Linked DNA regions of Mus musculus: all the other regions are linked to region 3. The links are chromatin contacts, called in public Hi-C and promoter capture Hi-C maps. All regions are on one chromosome and are shown on one strand. The core of a region is the stretch at or near the end of the contact, and the rest is flanking DNA. Distances in the headings are between cores, read along the strand shown.

Region 1 (2,700 bases), core at 55-2,554, 3.3 Mb before region 3:
TGAAAAAACAAAGATCTGTGGAAAAACCAAAACTACAAGATATTGACAGGTCTCAGCTGACTAGAAGTGAGAACACCTTGTTCTATAACATAGCACAGCTCTTCCTACATCTGGAGGAGAAGCCTGGCTCTTTAGACTGCCCAGGGCAGAGGAAGGCAGAAGCTGGAAACAAAGAGCTGACTGGTTTTGAAGTTATGCTCTTTGGGAAGGTTGAAGCATAGGGGACATCGTTCTCGGATCTGCTAACAGAGGCATGTCACCAGCTCCCTTTCCTATGAAGGTCAACCAGAAAATTTAGTTTCACCTCTGGTAGCACGCAGCTTCCGATGGGGATTCCCCATTGAGTTGGCATGCTGTCCATCCATCCAGCCCAGTAGCTCAGGCCAAACTAATGGCTTCCTAGGAATTTTACTTAAGATGTCTAAAATTGCCTTTGGTGATAAACCCACATCCCTCAGGTAGAGAAGGGAGGATCCCTTTGTCCTTGTGTGTATGTTTATTTTTATTTATGTGTTTGTGTGTGTTCTGGTGCCCTGGAAGGTCAGAGGAGGGTGACAGTTCCCCTGGCACTGCTGGCACAGGCAGTTGTAAGCCTCAGAAACAGAACTCAGTAGCACTCTTAGCCACTGAGTCATTTCTCCAGTGCTTAAAATTTTGTTATGCTTACAAGTGTGCCAGAGGAAGGTCCGGTGGAATAAATAGCAGGAAGTGCTCTTAACTACTGAGCCATGTCTCCAGCACCCCCACTCTCCCATACACACTCAGTGTTTTGTTTTTAGGCAATTGGAGGAAAGTAGACAGCATTTCTTGTTTTTGTGTCTTCTCTAGTGTCTTCAACTTGGAAACAGACCGTATGTGAGAGGCCACTTTGGTGTTCTAATTTTATTCGTATGGACGTGGGTCCCGTGTTTTGCTCCTCTTACTTCACAATACCCCATCTCTCTTCCTTTTCTTATCACGCAGCTGAGTCCCTGGAACAAAGTGCTCACTTTAGAAATGTTTGCGGCCGGTTTGCCTGGTTTAGACTGAGATTGGCCACGTGCATTCTCTACAAGCTCGCGATTTTGGGGACTGTAGAGGGCACTTGTGAAGAAGGATGCATCTTCAGGAGAGGCGGGAAAGGAGAGCTGAGGTGGCCCTCAACCTGCGCCTTGGATGTGGGCTTCTGGGACCAGAGTGTACTTCGGGGGCACAGAGGACCAGGATTAGATAACACAAAATCGGCGAGCCTGGGGAGCAAAGGACCTGGGTGGGACGAGTGGGCGTGGTCGTGTGCTCTGGGGCGTGGTCTGGGCGGGGCGAAAGCGCGCAGACGCATAGAGCAGGGTCTGCTGGCGGACCCGCGGTCAGTCTGCAGCTGCGGGAGGCCATGGGGCGCTTCGCCGCTGCATTGGTGGGCTCACTGTTCTGGCTGGGGCTGCTGCTATGTGGTCTGGGCAGTCTGGCGAGCGCCGAGCCCCGGGCCCCGCCGAACAGGATCGGTAGGTGCGGGGGATACAGAGGCGCGGCGATGCCTAGGTCGGTCTTCCCAGGGCTGGGTGGAGATCGGGGTCCGGAGACCGGGCCGTGCGCTCCGAGTCTGGAGGAGTGCCACTGGAGGCGTGTGCTAGCCAGGGACTCGGTATCCGTGCAGCTCCAGCCTGGGAGGCCCTCGGCTCTAGCAGCTGAACGCCCTCAAGAGCCCGCCTCTAGCTGTCCCTGGAGCTAAGTCTGTTTGTCCGGCCGATTGGGGCACGCAGACTCTGCACTGGGACCAGTCTCTCTTCCCCTACCTCCAGATCCCCTCCCCCGAGAAGGACTGGGACCGCCTCCCCGCACCTGCGCTCTGCTTACTGCAACTGCTGCAGCTAGCTGGAGAACCCGGTCTCTTCGTGGCTTTGGTTGCCTCGGGTTTTCATTCCTGGGTGTCTATTCCCATCTGAAGCTGTGTCTTTCGGGATCGTTAATGGTGTTGGGGCCATAGAGAGACAAAGAACAAAGCTGGGCGAAGATGGCGTCTGCTTTATTTAAAATGCGTGCTGGAGGGGCCCATTCATACTTCCCCAGGAATTGGGCACAGCAGGGTCCCTGGGTCCGGTGGTGCCTCCACAAAGACCTGGGAGAACCTTTGGGCATCTTTTGACCAACTGTCAGTTTGTAACTTCATCTATAGCACCTGTCTAGGTTCAGGGAGTCTGTCTTTAAAGAGAACCCCTTCCCTCAGGTTTCCCCAAGCTGTTAGTTTTAGTCTTGAGTAATGGCTATTATTGGTTAATGGCTTTTCAAAAACAAAAGCAACACTGATAGGAGGGGAAACAAACGGTTCCTCTTTTCCTTTCCCCCCCTCCGTATAGCAATAGTCGGTGCTGGAATCGGTGGTACTTCCTCCGCCTATTATCTAAGGAAGAAATTTGGGAAGGACGTGAAGATTGACGTGTTTGAGAGAGAAGAGGTCGGGGGCCGTTTGGCCACTTTGAAGGTGCAAGGTCATGACTACGAGGCAGGGGGTTCAGTCATTCACCCCCTAAATTTGCACATGAAGCGATTTGTCAAAGAGCTGGGTATGTGATTTCATAGCACTAAGCAACACTATGTGTGACTGGCCGTATGTGTTTTCCTAACACAGAGAACTGATGTTTCTGCCTTGTCTTCTACAGAGAAGTTGGTGAAACTGTTTCTCTTGCTGTGGGGTTTAGCAGTTGGTCCCAGCTTAGCATCGAG
Region 2 (2,700 bases), core at 22-2,521, 4.7 Mb before region 3:
TGCACGGTGGTAACATTCTTGCATGGACTATGACAGGGTACTCTCCTTAGTGTTGACTCAGTGGGAGAGCCCACCACCATTTCCAGAATCCATCTCTGCTAAGTGACTCACGTAGTCTCTAACTTCCCACTTGCTCCAGGTAGCTTTTTCTTCTCTGGACCTTACTCCGTATTTCATTTTCTTCTCATTACGTTTTTGTTTTTCGAGTCGTTTCGTGTGGCTATCCTGGAACTTAACTTTGTAGACTAGCTTCAAACTTCAAAGATATGCCTGCCTTCTGAGTCTTGGGATCCAAGCTGCCTTTTTCTTTAGTTTTTGAGGCAAGTTCTCACTATGCACCCCCGGCTCGCCTGGATTTCCTCTCTATGAAGACCAGGGTGTCCACCAGTTCACAGAAACTGGCCTCTTTTGCCATCAAAATGCTGGGATTGAAGGCATTAGCCAACAAGCCTGGCCTTATCTCTGTATTTTATTTTAATTAATTAATTAATTTGTTTTTTCGAGACAGGGTTTCTCTGTGTAGCCCTGGCTGTCCTGGAACTCACTTTGTAGACCAGGCTGGCCTCGAACTCAGAAATCCGCCTGCCACTGCCTCCTGAGTGCTAGGATTAAAGGCGTTCGCCACCACCGCATCTCTGTATTTTAAAAGATGTGGTCTCTGCCTTCTGGGAATGTGTGGAGAGAGAGCTGATTCCTTGGCTTAAATGTTTCTTTCACGATCACATCTGTCAGTTTCATGGAAACAGCCACCTTTAATAAAGAATAATGATAATTATACACGTTTCTTAAAAGGAGGACGATCATAGTCTCAGTCACTGTTCAGCTCCAGGTAAATGGCAGGCAGCGGTGAAGAAGCCTCCCAGGAAGACAGGTTCGCCCCAATGGCTATGGTTTGCCCCAGTGCCTGCGCCTGGCGGGTCCAGGCAGGTGACAGAACTCCACGCAGGGTCCCTAGGGGCTATGAACACTCAGTGCATTCAGAGAGGTGCAGTCATTTTCAAAAAGGTCATCTGCTGTCATAGAAGACTCAGGAAGGGCAGAGGCAGGCGAATCTTTGACCGCAGTTACCAGCAGAACGAAACCAAACGACAAATGACGCACACATTCCTGCCGCGCAAGCGTAGTCTTGCTGACTTAGGCGCGGGATGACGCACTGGACACGCGTCGGCGGGAAGCCGCCTACCGAAGCTCCACTGCAATTCTCTCCCCTCCCTCGTCCTCCCTCCCTCGCTTCCGGTCCTTAATTTCCGGTCCTTTCCATTTAGTCTTCCGACAAAAAGACCAGACTGTCCGCTGTTTTCCGTTCCCGCGTCTGCCTGCCTTGTTCCGGGCGCCTGAGCACGTTGCGTTGCAGAGCGGCGCCAGGGCGCCCTCGCCGGCACCATGGTGAGTGCGTTGGGGAAGGGATGGGGCTCACGGGGGACCCGAGGTCTGGGCCAGTGTGCGGCCTCGGGCTCCCTGGCCTATGCCGGGATTCTTTTCCCACCTGGCGTAGCTGTAAGAAATGGCAAGAAAACTGAGTTTGGGAGCTGTATTGCGTCTTGGTGGTTCAGTCTGGGTGAAGCACATTATGCGTAGAGACTGAACGGCCCGGGCGTTCTCAGGTTCCACGGATAGGACCTTTTAAAGGGCAGGGTCTCCACGCCTTTGCTTGCCTGAAACCGAGGACAGAATCTGACATTCTCTAGACGTGTGTGACATAACCGTGAGTGAATGAATAGGATGGGCTGATCTGTTGAGAGGTTGTGATTCTCGGTTTCATTCACTCAAGAAGCGTTTAATATGGAAGTATGAGATCAGACACAGTGTTGGTTCAAAGAGGCGCAGTTACTGTAGTAATTTCAAAGTAAAGTGTCCGTGGACCTCGAGAGATGGCCCAGTGATCAAAAACCACTTCACTTTGGTTCCCAGCACCCACATGGTTGCTTACAATCATCCAAAACTCTAGTTTTAGGGGATCCAACACCCACTTGTTAAGTGACACTAGACACTCATGTGGTGCACTTACATGCATACATGCAAAGCACTCATACACATACAAAAAATATTAAAAAATTAAAGGTAAAAATCCCCTTAAAAGTATACGGAGTGGCTTTCATACTTCTGAGATTTATTGATGTCTTTGAAATCTGTATAGTCTTATCTACAAAACCAGCCCATTTTGGTAGATATTTATCTATATGCATATACCAAATTATGTTTAAGGATCAGGTGTAAGTATATGCATAACCACGTGCAAAATATGGACACATTCAAATATATAGGCCTTCTTGTCAGTCTGTGCTTTATAATACTAAGTAGAAAAAAAACATTAATACACTTTGGGCGGGGTGGTATTTACACATACATAGGGGCAAACAGATACATACTCCTGTTAAATAAAACAGATGCATAAACATTTAAGGAAGCCATGGAATGCTTACAGAGGATGTTTTGGACACTACAGACTGTTGAGAACAGAAACCTAAAAAGGAGAGGAAACAGTGGTCTTGAACAGCTACTTCTGAAGGAGGGTGTGTCCTGTATTGATGTCATGTTCATATATCCACCTTCCACTGGCCAGGTTCCTTTCAGAGTTGATTGGAAGGGGCAATCTGAAGGGCAAGTTAAATTAAACTCATCTTGCTGACTCTCTAGACTGTGTGTCTGTTTCTGCTTGACTTCATGCGTTTATCTGAGTAAGTCATCATAACGTTGCAA
Region 3 (2,700 bases), core at 13-2,512:
TTTCCTGAGATACTATTTAAAATAACAGCAACAACAAAAACCTACACAAGGGGCAGGCAGGGTACCATACTTTTGTTTCCTCCTTTGGACCTGAGTGAGAGGCAGGAACCCTGGGAAGAGAAGTGTGGTATTAAGGGTCCCTAAAGATGGGGACAGTGGCACAAGCATTTGATCCCAGCACCTAGGGAACAGAGGCAAGAGTGTGAGCTCCAGGCTGGCCTGGTCTACATAGTGACTTACAGGGCAGCCAAAGTTATATAGTGAGACCGCCTCGAAACAAAAACAAACGAAAATAGGGGTGGGTGACCCCAAAAACCTCGCCATTTGGTTCTCAGACATCCTCTGTCTCTTTCCCCAGCGAGCCCTCCTCCAGAAGGCGCGGAGCCAGCCGTCCCCGACTCTGCCTCTGCCAGTGGGTGGGGGCTGCCCTGCCCCTGCCCTCACCGAAGAGATGCTGCTGAAGCGTGAGGAGCGTGCACGGAAGCGGCGGCTGCAGGCGGCGAGGAGGGCCGAGGAGCACAAAAATCAGACAATTGAGCGCCTCACCAAGACGGCCGCTCCTAGCGGGCGTGGAGGGCGCGGGGCGGCGCGGGGCGAGCGGCGCGGAGGACGGGCTGCTGCCCCGGCCCCTGCACCCATGGTGCGCTACTGCAGCGGGGCACAGGGCTCCACCTTGTCTTTTCCTCCCGGCGTTCCCACACCCACGGCGGTGGCACAGCGGCCTGCCCCATCGGGCCCCGCTCCACGATGCTCTGTCCCCGGCTGCCCCCACCCGCGTCGTTATGCCTGCTCCCGCACCGGCCAGGCCCTTTGCAGCCTACAGTGCTACCGCATCAACCTGCAGCTACGGCTGGGAGGGCCCGAGGGCCCGGGGTCCCCACTCCTGGCCACCTAAGACCTCTCCCACGCCACATTCCTGCTGTCTCCCCCACCCTATTAAATTTCGTACAGTGCCTCAGCTTGTATCGAATTGCTGGAGTGGGAAGCCGGCGGAGTCTGAACCTGAGTGTGTAAAGTCATTCAGCCAATCGGCGAAAATTTTTGTGCTGAACGGCCGTTCATTGGCCGATAAGTCAAAGCTTGTTCTGTTGTCCGTACTGGCTATTGTTGCTGTCAGTCAGGCATTTGGTCGAGCCTTTCCCCTGTCTTTGTCTGTGTGAGTTCTTGTTGTCTGGGAGAGCGGCACAGGCGCCGCTGCGGATTGGGCAAAAGGAGAAACCTGTGACCGGTTCCTATTGGCTGATCTGTTAGTTAGCGATTCTGATTGGCTGGACTGAGCAACTGTGTCCTCTGGAGGTGCTCTCCCCGGCCGGGAGCTCCGGCCGCGGAGTGATGGTGGCACCGGTGGCGATGGGCCGGGCAGGGACCATGGAAGTGGCGGCAGAGGTGGCAGGGGCGGGGCAGCTGGCGGTGGAGGAGGCTGTGGTCTTCAGGGGTCTGTAGGTGGAGGCATGGCTCGGGCCAGCAGCAGGAACAGCAGCGAAGAGGCCTGGGGGTCACTTCAGGCGCCGCAACAGCAGGTATCCCAGCAGCTCTAAAAGCTTATCTCACTACAGCCATTTATTTCTCTTTCCCCTTTCCTGTCACTTCCTGTCCGGGGTGGGGGAGGAGCTCATGGAGCCAAAGGTACTCTGAAGTTCCTGAACATGACCATTCTACTCTTTGTCTAGACTTATTACGTAGATGCAGTTGACTTTACCTGCACCCTCTTAGACCCCATCTCATGGTTGCAATGCAAGCCTGCAGTGGCTCTCCAGTTACCAGAGGCGTAGTGAAACCCCCAGGGAGGTTCCCTCTGTCTTGCAGCAGTTATTTGTGATGTTTTTCTCTGTGCCTATTGTCACAGCAGAGTCCGGCAGCATCTTCTCTTGAGGGAGCAATTTGGAGACGAGCTGGAACCCAGACTCGCGCCCTGGATACCATCCTTTATCATCCACAGCAATCCCATCTGGTTGGGAGCACTGCTCTGGGTCTCACACTGTGCCTCCTCTACCCCAGGGAGCTTGAGACCCAGGGGTGGAAAAAAAAAACCATCTTGGGGGTGTGGGAGGCAGACCTTTGGGGTGGGAGATGTTGAAAGCTTTTTAGCTTTGGAAATGGCCTTAAATTCCTACCCATTGTCACACTATGTTTTGTTTCTTTTAAAACATTAGCCTACAAAAAACCACCCTTGGGGCCAGGCTTCTGTGAGAAAAGTATTGGGTTTAAAGAACTGATATCACTTTCTCTGTATTTACACTTTACTTTCTCACTAGTTTCTGGCATTTTAAATCTTCCATACTGATAGCCCTACATATAGACCCTCCTTTTAGCATCCCATGCCATCCTTCCAAGCTAGGTCGGCTCGTGGGTGGGACTGTATGTGCGTGCAGGAGGTGGGGGTGGACAGGGCCTTGGGTAGAAGCCCCTGGTTCTTAGTGCCTCCTTGCCTCCAGCTTCGAGAGCTGTGCCCAGGAGTGAATACCCAGCCCTACCTCTGTGAGACTGGTCATTGCTGTGGGGAGACTGGCTGCTGCACCTACTACTATGAACTCTGGTGTGAGTCTTCAAAGGGATCCATCTCAGGTTCCATGCCCATCCTCCCTTGGATTTCTGAACTCAGCTACCAAAGACCCTTCTCTGCTTAGGGCTGGAGTCTGGGGTGGTGGTCTGAGTTGTGCCCTCTTTGCCTCCTGCAGGGTTCTGGCTGCTTTGGACTGT
Region 4 (2,700 bases), core at 134-2,633, 3.3 Mb before region 3:
AGTGCAGAATAACTTCTTTTTAAAATGTCAGACTTATGGCTTAATACATCTTTATTATGTTGTGTTCTGCCTATAGGCCTGCAAGCCAGAATAGGGTACCAGATCCTATTACAGATGGTTGTGAGTCACCATGTGGTTGCTGGGAATTGAACTCAGGACCTCTAGGAAGAGAAGTCAGTGCTCTCAACCTCTGAGCCAACTCTCTAGGCCCGGTTTAACAGATTCAGATTCAAACAAAACTGCAGGGGTTTCACACAGAGGGCTTTGATTAAAATGTGCACTCAAATACAAAAATCAGCAAATGTTGTTATCTTTCCCCTGCATTGGGGTCTTGACAGAACTTTACAGTAGCAAACAGGCTATACACAAGACAGATTATTTTCTGGCTACACCAGAAAAGACCCAGTATTAATCTTGTATTGAGCAACCCAATGACTATGTGCATATGCGACAGGTTCAGGCCAGTCAGAAGTGTCTGAGACCAAAGGGTCTGTCTGATTTTACTGGGTACAGAATAAAATTCTTCAGAAATTAGCTCTTTACAAGTAGAAAATGGATGTCCTTCCATGGATTTATTGCCAGAGCAAGATATTACACAACGTTTAAATGTAACTTGAATACAAGGACAGTGTATCAGAAACCTAGTTCTTGGGGCTGCAGATGGCCCAGCGCTTATTGCTTGTCCAGAGGACACGAGTCCAGCTATTATTAACCACGCCAGAGGGCTCACAACCTCCTACAAGTTCTGTTTCTGCAGATCCAATGCCCGCTTTGGCCTCCGCAGGAGCTGCACCCACGTGCACAAACATATAACTAAACATGTCTCTGAGCACCAAAAAGGGGAAAAAAAAACCCCAAAACTAAACCTAGCTCTCTTGATGAACGCAAATGAACGCGCACATTTATTGAAACACAAAACGCTACCTCACCTTAAACTTTTTGAGACACAGTGTCTTTTTTTTTTTTAAGCCTAGGCTGGTCTGGAACTCGCGGTAATTCTCCTGCCTAAGCTTCCTGAATATTGGCCCCATAGATCACAGCCAATCACGTCCGACTCCAATCGATCATTTTAAGCCCACGAGTCTCCGGTTCCTCACAACCATGCACCTCGACCGCTGCCCTGGTCCCCAACCAGGTTGCCTTTGGCTGCCCGCCTAGGAGAGCCCCAGCTTTGGGAAGACAGAGGCACCGGCACTGCAGTAACCATGCCGACCGGACCTTAGCGCCACTTCCGGCTCCCGCGACCGTCGGGACCAGCGGCGGCAGCCCGAGCGAGACAGAAGTCTCGATAGGGCCGACTCTACTCACTTCTTCAGCTCGGGAGGGTGGGCTTTGCTCATGGCGACTCCTCTGCGGGCTCGGCACAACGGCGAAGGAGTGAGCAGGCTCAGAAACGCGCGCAAGGCAGGCTTGGCGCTGGTGTCTGACGTCACCGCCGCGCGAGCCAATCGCCTTCGGAGAACATTACCTTTCATCTCGCGATATTGATGGGGATGTCTGAACCTGCGGACCAGAGCCACGCTTCCGGTTGCGTCGCCAGTGACAGGCCACGACGGAGAGGCTGTGTTCGGCTAAGCTTCCTTTGTGTAAAATTGAAGTGGCAGGTCACTTTAAAAACAGACCCCTTCATTTATATTTTATGTATGAGTGCTCTACATGTACACCTGCGCGCCAGGGGAGGACCTCAGATCCTACTATAGATGCTTGTGAGCCACCATGTGGGTGCTGGAATTGAACTCCAGAGCTCTGGGAGAACAGCCAGTGGTTTTAACTGCTGAAGCGTCTCTCCAGCCTGTGTGTCACTTCTTTTCTTTCCTTTTCCCACTTACTACACTTTTTTTCTCTTTACATTTTTGTCATTTCCCCTGCCCCTTCCTCATTGTTTTTGACGTAATTCATGCTGGCTTCGAGTTCACTGTGTAGTCAACGCTGGCTTTGAACTGTTGCTTCCCGTGCTAGAATCAACGGCATCTGCACCACGCTGCCCTTAATTTCCTAAGCACATCCAGGCGAAGCCGAGGGCTCCTGAAGCACAGAATAGCTTGTCCGCATCAGTAGCAGGAAGGTGGCTAGGCGGATTCTCTTGAGGACGTGAATCCAGTGTCTGGGGTATTTCTGATTCATCAATTCTGCAATTCTAACGCTGCCTTCAGAACCCACTTAGCACACTACAGTCCATACATAAAAGCTGAGGAGTACCACACAAGTCCTGAGGTATTGAGCTTGCCCCTGCCTCCTGAGGGCTGGGAATAAAGGTGTGCACTCTCCCAGGGTGGTGGCACTGCCCTCAGTGCACTGGGCTCTCTCATGGTAGTCATTAATGACCCACAGACATGTCCAGAGACCTGTTAGATGGAAGCAGCTCTTCAATTGAGGTTCTCCTCATGATTAGTTTGTCATCAACAAAAAAATAGCACAAGAATGCTTAGCTATACACTCTCCCCACCACTTGCTGTGCTAGTTGAAACTAGAAAACGAACATGAATAATGATAGTCTTTAGCAAAGACTGACCTCAAAGCAGGAGGGAAATCCTCAGCTTGCCTTACAGTACTGAAATTACAGTATGCACCTTTTACAATTTAGTTATAATATGTAAGTACACTGTAGCTGTCTTCAGACACTCCAGAAGAGGGCGCCAGATCTCATTAGGATGGTTGTGAGCCACCATGTGGTTGCTGGGATTTGAACTCAGGACCTTC

What was found. Promoter capture Hi-C pulls out the DNA fragments that hold promoters and counts their contacts. A called contact is a pair of places that touch in the nucleus more often than the background predicts.
Region 1: a Hi-C map of B cells shows a contact between it and region 3, with 5 read pairs. The contact joins the promoter of Pcyox1 here to the promoter of Wbp1 in region 3. A contact is called at or near these places in 1 of 39 promoter capture datasets (cranial neural crest) and 1 of 484 Hi-C or Micro-C datasets (B cells).
Region 2: a contact with region 3 is called in a promoter capture Hi-C map of pre-B cells, with 8 times the contacts expected there. The contact joins the promoter of Isy1 here to the promoter of Wbp1 in region 3. A contact is called at or near these places in 3 of 39 promoter capture datasets (cranial neural crest, liver and pre-B cells).
Region 4: a promoter capture Hi-C map of pre-B cells shows a contact between it and region 3. The contact joins the promoter of Snrpg here to the promoter of Wbp1 in region 3. A contact is called at or near these places in 2 of 39 promoter capture datasets (maxillary cranial neural crest and pre-B cells).

Annotation. Positions count from the first base shown.
Region 1 is chr6:86,395,754-86,398,453 of GRCm38.p6, reverse strand. Pcyox1 (prenylcysteine oxidase 1) reads left to right here and starts at 1,304. Exons shown (of 6, transcript NM_025823.4): 1 at 1,304-1,481; 2 at 2,334-2,540. The coding sequence starts at 1,370.
Region 2 is chr6:87,837,330-87,840,029 of GRCm38.p6, reverse strand. It overlaps Isy1 (ISY1 splicing factor homolog), which reads left to right and starts at 1,271. Exons shown (of 11, transcript NM_133934.4): 1 at 1,271-1,386. The coding sequence starts at 1,384.
Region 3 is chr6:83,120,023-83,122,722 of GRCm38.p6, reverse strand. Wbp1 (WW domain binding protein 1) reads left to right here and starts at 1,262. Exons shown (of 5, transcript NM_016757.2): 1 at 1,262-1,520; 2 at 1,847-1,951; 3 at 2,436-2,538; 4 at 2,679-2,700. The coding sequence starts at 1,452. It overlaps Ino80b (INO80 complex subunit B), which reads left to right. Exons shown (of 5, transcript NM_023547.2): 5 at 359-958. The coding sequence ends at 895.
Region 4 is chr6:86,370,223-86,372,922 of GRCm38.p6, reverse strand. It overlaps Snrpg (small nuclear ribonucleoprotein polypeptide G), which reads right to left and starts at 1,383. Exons shown (of 4, transcript NM_026506.2): 1 at 1,309-1,383. The coding sequence starts at 1,340.